Regions from separate parts of the Gossypium hirsutum genome. Here region 1 is linked to region 2. The links are chromatin contacts, called in public Hi-C maps. All regions are on one chromosome and are shown on one strand. Each heading gives the region's core, a stretch centred on a gene start, on an enhancer-like site or on the middle of the called end of the contact. The rest is flanking DNA. Distances are from core to core; before and after follow the strand shown.

The links. Hi-C and Micro-C count contacts between places; a contact is called where the count stands out from the background.
Region 1: a contact with region 2 is called in a Hi-C map of leaf, with 1.7 times the contacts expected there. The contact joins the promoter of LOC121229566 here to the enhancer-like site in region 2. A contact is called at or near these places in 2 of 34 Hi-C or Micro-C datasets (callus and leaf).

Annotation. Positions count from the first base shown.
Region 1 is chrA05:96,472,145-96,476,469 of Gossypium_hirsutum_v2.1, reverse strand. It overlaps LOC121229566 (probable methyltransferase PMT11), which reads right to left and starts at 2,642. Exons shown (of 9, transcript XM_041114171.1): 1 at 1,663-2,642. The coding sequence starts at 2,328.
Region 2 is chrA05:95,736,738-95,741,347 of Gossypium_hirsutum_v2.1, reverse strand. It overlaps the pseudogene LOC107957119. Among protein-coding and RNA genes, the nearest start is that of LOC121229556, 71 kb to the right of the region's middle. Within about 2 kb of position 3,172, at least 7 of the 9 cell types and tissues checked have an H3K27ac peak or open chromatin away from gene starts, as enhancers often do. A contact at or near this core is called in leaf, where this site is marked.

The sequences.
Region 1 (4,325 bases), core at 1,393-3,892, 740 kb before region 2:
GACTCTTGTTTTCTTTTAAAGTTTGTTACTTCCCAAGATTTTTAGAGTCGTAAAGTTTTCATCCTTCAAAGCTTGATCATTGATGAGTTTTTTTTTCAAGAAAAGATCTTTGAAAGCTTTTACCGCTAAAATTGCTTTCAAAACCTAAAATGCACTAATCTTCTTCATTCTTCTTTCATTTGGAACAATTGGATAGAGTTTTTTTAATTTTGGAACATCATCCATCTTGCAATGTATTTTTAAATGAGATTCGAGCATTACTGAGTAGAGTTGTCTCATTATAAATCAAATAGCTGTCTCTTAGCTTCATAATGCACTTTGAAATACGATAATCCGAGTCCAGGGGATCAAGTTATAGCCGTTTTAATAAAGATTGCACGAGCAGAAATTTCTGGACAAATTCAATACAGGTTTTTTGAGTTGAAGGCTTGGGATCAGTACTTAAATCATATCGAGCAGCTTGGGAGCCCACATTGCAATTCAAATTTAACCTTAATGAACCAAAAGAATAGTCATCCATAGGAAGCTTACTTAGACATGAAGAAAACAAGAGTTTCAGTTGAAATATAACATTGAAGATTGAAAAAGGACTTTACTTGGTCAATCATTAGAGAGCTTTTATGAGAATTAAAGTCTCATTTTTAAGGGGGGTAGGAATGTAAGATTATATTTCGTAATAGGATTATGAGAATGTTAAATTACAAAGTGGAATACCCAGTATGTTACATTACCTTGTTTTGTTCATTAGGCTAGAGGTTCGGTTGGCGAGATGTAAGATTACTTAGCAGTAAATTTTACTAGATTGATAGAATTTAATTTTTTAAAACAAGTTTAGTTCCTTTAATATTTTTTGTCTCAATTTCTATAAAATTAAAATAAATTATTATAATTGTTATTGTTATTGTTTTATTACAATTTATATATCAATAAGTAACTAACTCATGTTGAAATAAATTTATAAGTCATAACTATAATCATAATTAATATACTAATAAATTAATCATTAAAGTAAATATAATAATTATAATTTTAAAATATGACATCTAGAAATTTTTGTTTTCAATTAGACTTAAATTTTATTTAGGAAGAGGACTAAACTGATTAAAATAACAAAAGCAAAGGGTGACTAGCTCCAAATTTTAAGATTTTGGAATTTCGCATCAATGCAGTCCAAAAACACACATATAAGTTAAGCTTGTCTACCGTTTTTCATTATACTACGTTTCCTATAAAGATCTAAAGATGCCAAATCCATTTTAGTACTTTAACTTTAAGGCATGTAATCTTACACTAAACGCAAACTCTCCTTGTCCAGCTAAACTACAAACCATTTAATTTCTCCTTCCTAACCACTTCCGAAACAGCCAGTTGGCTCTAATTATCAACTCATGACTCAATCACACAAGCTCAGTTCGATATTCTACATTCTATTTAATTTGCACTTTCTAAACACCCAAAAACAGAAAAAAGCCAACTCAGATACTGTTGATTCTAATTTTTCCACTAGTGACTCCAACTGAGCCCCATATTCTCCATGTTAAGCTTAAGTATTCAACGAGCTCAGACCCAGTAGTTAAATAATCTAGAAAAACATTACATCAATAATTCGCTATTCTATTTACTTTTAACATGTATTTTTCAAAATTAAATAGAATTATTTACCTCATCGCGGCTCCTAGGCCAAGGGATCGGAGGGCAATATCCTTTTGGAGCTGGAACCAAGCAATTCAATCCTTTCCCTTTCTCCGGGCAATGTCGTTCAAATCTCTCCCCTCTCTCCGTCGATTTAAGCCTCTTAATCGCTTCCACGTTATCCAAACACGGTATATACTCTCTCATATTTTCTCCGCAAAACCCAAACTTCTTCACTCTAAAGGTAGACCTAACCTCCTCTTTACCCGTTTCCGCCTCAACCTCCGTTCCGTTATCCCAATTCTCCACCAAATCCGTATCAAACTCCCCGATCTCAAACTTATCCGACATTGTACCATTCTCATCTACGATCCCGTAAATCTTGAACTCTGGAGGTGGAGGCGGAGCTTTCAAAGACCCCGACGCCCACTTTCCTTCGCTTTTAGCTGAACGAGGAGGTTCCGGAGTGTCAATGAGAGCGGAGACATTGAATTCTTTATTGAGATTAGGAGAAAGAGCGATGGAAGAAGAAGACGACGTCGTTCCAGAAGGGGATTGGCGGGAGAAGAAGATGAGTCGGGAACCGTCGGACCAGTGTTTGCCTAAGTAAAAGGAAGCGACGGAAATAAAAATAAAGGCCGCGAATTTGATCGACGTTTGGCTTTTGAGGGAATCGACATGGCCGAGAAGTTTCATGGTTGAGAAACGCTTCAAAACGACGGCGAATGGCGGAGATCCGGAGTGTCGTTTTCTGAATCAGTGGCTTGAAGTACTGACTTTCTTTAAAATTTTCCCAAAGCTGGAGATTCGATTGATTTGTGTTTTGCTAGCGTCACTTGTCGGTGAACGAAAATTTATCTTCATCTGTGAAATTTATTTTAAAATTGATTTAATATAATAACTAAGTTTAAATCCATGTTATACATCTCATACTCAACTCAAAATGTATTTCTACAATAAGCACGACTCAAATACAAGTTATCAAACATCACAATGAAATTTTAAAATTTACAATTCTTTAAATTTTAACTTCTTTTAAAATATAGTTGTGCTGAAAAAAATTTATGATAATTATATGTATTCTTTAATCAAATATGAAACAGACCTATAAGTATCGAGTAAAATTTTGTTTAATTGAAGTGATCAAATCTAATGATATAGATATTAATTAGTTTTTTTTTATATATAATCCACGAGTTAATTGTGTATTAATTAATATATATTATATTATTTATTAAAAGTTTGTTAAAAAATCGTAACAATATGATTGAGGAAGTAAAAACACTTAAATATAAATGTTAAATTTTTAGAATTATAATAATTTGTATTATGATCAATATAAATTGGGATAATGGCAAAAAAATACACTTGTACTTTAACAAAAATTTGTCTAACGTGATACTTGAATTTTAATTCTCGTCTATCAATTTAGTACTTTCGTCTAACGATCTTAATTCCTACCAAAAGTTTACATGTAGGCTAATTATATACTACCACATGTGTAACACTCCTTACCTGAGTGAACTCAAGTAACAAATGTTATATTGAACATTGAACATTGAACATTGAACATTGAACATTGAACATACATTTATGATTTCAAACACTTTTAAATTAAACTTTTAATAATGAATTGAAGACTTTTTTACACTTTTAGGAATATAACTAGACTATTAATAAAGATTAATTGCATATAAAATTTGCTTCAAGTCTTATTTAATTGGAATAAAAAATTTCAACTGCAAGTTTGTATGTCTTGAGATCAAGGCCTACATGTCTTGAGACATTGCCATGACACTGTAGAAGTTTAGCTTCGATGTTGTCCTATCTCGACACAAAGTCCTTTATGTCTTGAGACATGGTTCGGTTACTGTAGATATTTACCTTTGAAGTTTGTACGTCTCGAGACACATTTCACATGTCTCAAGGCCTAGAATAGGGGACCTAAAAATTCTATTTTCAAGCACACCCAAACCATACCAAAATCGTTCATACTCATTCCAAACACAAACCAGAACTCATATACCAAATAATACCTTATATTTACTCACTAAAACACATCAAACTCAAATGTGGGAATCAATTAGTTCCCTATTTACTTACATAAACATTCACCTAGGTACATGCCATATACTTAAAAACAAAATAGTGGAGATAGCATACTCTTCTCCAAGCTCTTGGGATAGGAAGAGATGCAAAGACATTGATCCTTAGAAAATCCTCATGTCACAATTTTACCTACGCATTAGAAATAACACGTTAAGCTTATGAAAGCTTAGTAAGTACAACGAGAATTAAACTTGCCTTTTATTAATTAAATAAAAATATAGTACAATAACATTGTAATAAAAAAGTGTAAAACATATTAGTATTAGTATTAGTAACTCTATACTATAACTCAATCATTATAATTTCTTTCATTGCCATTCCATCACTGACTCATAACCTTGTCATATTATTCTTAGCTTTATTTTTGTCTTTTATTATTCAACGGAGGCCCAATGTAAACTTAACAAAACACATAGGATAGACAAAAATAGTACAAGAATGCACTGAAGTGCAATAGTGCAATAGTTTTATTAATCAATATGTAATTCATGAATAGTTTTATTAATCAATCTATTTAAAAAATTACAAGTATACTTAGACGAAAATATTACACTTAGGGCATAAGATCCAACACTAAGATCCAC
Region 2 (4,610 bases), core at 1,923-4,422:
CCATATAGTGAGTAGAACACGACTAAAGTTAAGTTTTTAGCTATAGCAAGAAGGTTCACTATGCTCGTGAGTGCATTGAGCCAAAGAAAACTTAGGTGCCATAGACCATGTAACCAGGGACTAAAATATGTTGGTGGACTTCTATCAGATTCCATTGGAAACCAGATGGATTTATATAGGAAATAACACAAGTGTTAAAGTTAAGGGCATTAGCACTAGCAAATTGAGTTTGCATTGTGAAAGACTCTTGATCCTGCATCATGTATTATTTGCTCCTAAGATACGATAGAATTTGGTATTAGTAGTAGTGCTTCTTAATTGAGGTTTTATTTTGAAATTTTCTAGGATGAATATTTTTCATGCCAAACTTTCTCACATCAAACAACAAAAAATGCATAGGTTAGCTAAAGAGGGATTATTAGGCTTTATCGAAAAAGCTAATATACCTGTATGTGAAAGGTTTCTAGATAGAAAAATAACAAGAAAACCATTTAATAAAGGAACTTGAGTCGAATTTCTATTACAATTAATAAACACAAGTATTCGTAGCCTAATGAATGTAAGGGCATGAATTGGAGGAGTATACTTCATAACTTTCATAGATGACTATACATACTTCAGTATTCTTTATTTTATTTCCAACAAGTCTAAATAATTAGAATACTTCAGAAAATATGTTATGTTAGTGGAAAATCAATGAGATAAAAAATGTCAAGGCATTAAGAATCAATTGAGGACATGATAGTTGTCTGATCAATTCAAAAACTTGTGCAATGAAAAATGGATAGATAGGTAGTTAATTATTCTGAGAACTGTACAATAAAATGGTGTTGCAGAGAGAAGAAATAGAATGCTTCCAAGACTGGTCAGGTCTATGATGGCACAAGCAACTTTGCCTATCACTTTTTGGGGTGATGCTTTATTGATAGTTGCTTATGTATTGAATCAAGTTACCTCTAAATATGTTGCATCAACTCCCTAAGAATTATAGGCTAGTAGAAAACGCAATCTTAGTAATTTAAAGCCATGAGGTCACGCTGCTTATATCCATGAACTTACTCACGACATGACAAATTAAGTCCAATAGGTAAAAATAGTATATTTATAAGATACTCTGAACATTCAAAATAATATGTGTTTATAGGAGAACAAGAAAATGAAAGCGTTACTGAATTTGAGTCTCGATATGCCATATTTCTAGAAAATGATTTTCCTAACAGAGGTGACACTAAACATGATTCTTCTCTTTATAAAATAAAAGATGTTGGTGATTTGATTAGTTCAAATTGGTTATTACATTTCCTTATAAATGTAACAATGTTGCCTTATTCGATTGGAACTTAACAAGAGATGTTGAAATTCTTTCACAAGAATCTCATGTTAAGTGTGGTAGTCGTAGACATATACCTCAATATTGTTTTGACATAAAGAGAGAAGCTTTCATGATTACTCAAAAGATAAATGGATGAATGCAATATAAGAAAAAATGGAGTCAATGAGATCAAACCATATTTGGGAATTGGTTGATCTACTAAAAGGACGAAAAGCAATCGGGAACAATGAGTTCTCAAAATTAAGTGTAAATCTGATGACACAATTGAAAGATACAAGGCACGCCTTGTAGTGAAAAGTTATACCCAACAAGAGGGAATAGACTACAAAGAGTCTTTCTCTCTTGTCATGAGATTTACCTTAATATACTTACTTCTAACAGTAGTAGCAAGTTTAAATTTGGAGTTGCACCAAATGGATGTGAAAACTACTTTTCTAAACAGAGAGCAAGAAAAAAATCTTCGTGGAGCAACTTATAAGTTTTGTTTATAAAAGTCAAGAGCACAAAGTGTGCAAGTTACTAAGATCAATTAACAATCTTGAGCAATCTTTTAGATAGTGGTATATAAATTTCATCAAATAGTGGTATATAAAATTTCATCAAACAATCATTTTGTATGATTTTACCATATTGATGAAGATATTGTGTGTATGTCAAAAAGACAAGGACAAGTTTATAATCTTGTCACTTTACGTGGATGTCATACTATTGGCTAGAAACAATGAGTATATAGTTACGATAAAAGATTGGTTATCTTCCAACCTTGAAATGCAGGTTACATTCATAGAGTAAAGATTACTCAAGATCATTTTAAGAGGATCATAGCTCTTTTGCAAGAGTCATACATTAAGAAAATCCTTGAATGATTTAGAATGAAAAATTGTAAGCTAATTGATACTCTTGTTGGAGAGGTGAAAACCTAAGCTTATCCACAAGAAAAGGCTCAAATGGACAAAGTTCCTTATTTTAGTGTAATTATAAACTTTATGTATACGATGATGTATACATGCTATGAAGTTGGACTAGTAAGTAGATATCAATCGAATCGAGGTTAACCCCATTAGAAAGCATTTAAAAGGATATTAAGGCATCTCAAAGGCATGGTGAACTACTAGCTATGCACCAAGAAAATGATCTGTATCTAATTGGAAATATAGATAATTATTGAAAAGCAGATTTTATGAAAGTGAAATCTATCAGCAGATTTTATGAAAGTGAAATCTATCTCCAAACATGTTGTAATCACCATATTTTGTCGTTTAATCTTAATTTGAGGACTAAGCTCATTTTATATTTAGATTGTTGTTTATTATTTAATCTTAATAAAATTAGTATTATTTTCATAGGAAGATCCAATAATATAAGCATGTTATCAATTTTCTTTTTCTTTCTTTATTATATTGTAAAATAATAAAATGAGAACAATTATAGAATTCTATATGTTCCGCCTGTTAATGTTATATTATTTTATAAGTTTTATTTGTTGATATATCTAAAATATTATATTATAATTAGGGGCGAAGCCAGAGTAAATTTTTAGGGGGATCGGATAAAATTTTAATTTTTTATAGTTTATATCTTTATAATTTGTAAATAATTAAATCGAATTTTTATAATTTTAAGGGGGTCAAAATATAATTTTACCTTACTAACATAAATTTTTTAAAAAAAATTTAAGAGCCAAAAAAGTTAATTTACGGGGAGCCGGCCATGCCACCCGGCTTCGCCCCTGATTATAATACTTTTATGTGTAGCATAGAATTCTATACATAGTATATTACTTATAGATATGCGTGCATGTGGAGGTTATGATAAATAAATGATGTACATGCCTGTATTTAGAAAGTGTATGGATCTTTGCTGTTTGAATCATGTAGAAAGAATTTGAAAAAGGGATAAGGATGAGGCCATGAGGGAGTTAATTTTACTGCTTTGAAGTGGGGTAAAAGACGTGGGTGAGTGGAAGTTGTAAACCTGAAAGAATGCTGGAAAACACTAAAAGCTAGCGGGAAAGACAAGGAAAAAAGGTATCAAATAAGCTATGGACCTACAACTTTAATTGATTATTAGAAAAAAAAACCTAAAACTTTAACTAAATTTCTATTTTTAGTAGATATTATTTTAGAAATGATCGTAAAACAAGATGATGATTGAACTACATCACTCGCCTAAATTGGTGTTCATCAATTTTATGTCCTCAACTAGACGATCCAAATTGCAATACGAAGACCCACCAACAGTTACACATTGTTTGGCATAGTTGGCCATTTTGGCAGCTGATTTCACAAATTCCCCCCTCTTTTCCACCATCAAATCATTCCCCATCTTCTCAACAACTTCCCTATCACACAAATCCTTCATATCTAAACCCAATCCCCACACTTTACTCACAAATCTGCTATTCAATTGTTGATCAGCAAAGTAAGGCCAACAAATCATAGGCACTCCTTCCACCACACTCTCCAATGTTGAATTCCATCCGTTGTGTCAAAAATCCACCAACGGCCTCATGAGCTAACACCTCTTCTTGTGGCGCCCAACTCACTCTGTATCCTCTTTTTTGAGTCCCTTCGATAAGCTCGATCGGTATACTGACCCCTTTATCATCTCCGCCGCCATTTTCAGGCATGTTATCGGGCCTTAGAACCCATAAAAACCGTTTCCCACTATTGACAAGCCCGAACCAGAACTCGAAAACTTGCTCCCTTGACAACACTGCAAGGCTGCCAAAACTTACATAAACAACGGATCCTTTTTGTTGCTTATCAAGCCATGACAAGCAACTTCTATCGACTTTCCGAAAATTATTCGAGGATGGACCGGAAGATGTTTGATCTGACTTGAAAAGTCTAGTCTTCAAGTGTAGATTGAGAGGTCCAATTGTGTAGATTTTGGGAAACTTAGTTCGCATATGGGATAATATTGGTCCTTCTAGGTCTTCAAAGGTGTTTAATAACAGTCCGCGGGCTTCGGAATTTTTTCTCGTTTCTTGAGCGATCTGTTGGAGAATTGAATCTTTGGTGTCGCTTGCTCGGCAAAAACTTGGAAGATCTCGACATCTAAGAAAAGCTTCCATGCCTGGAACACTTGTTATTAGTCGATCCATATCTTCATTTCCTTCCACAAACACATGTAGTTTTGTCAGAGGCCTTATTTGATATCAGAAATCACGTGTATGTCTGGAAAGTACAGATTTACAACATAGATATGTAGTTAAAAATAAAATACTAAAATATAAATAGCCAAATATATTATTATATATGTAATTTCATGTCAA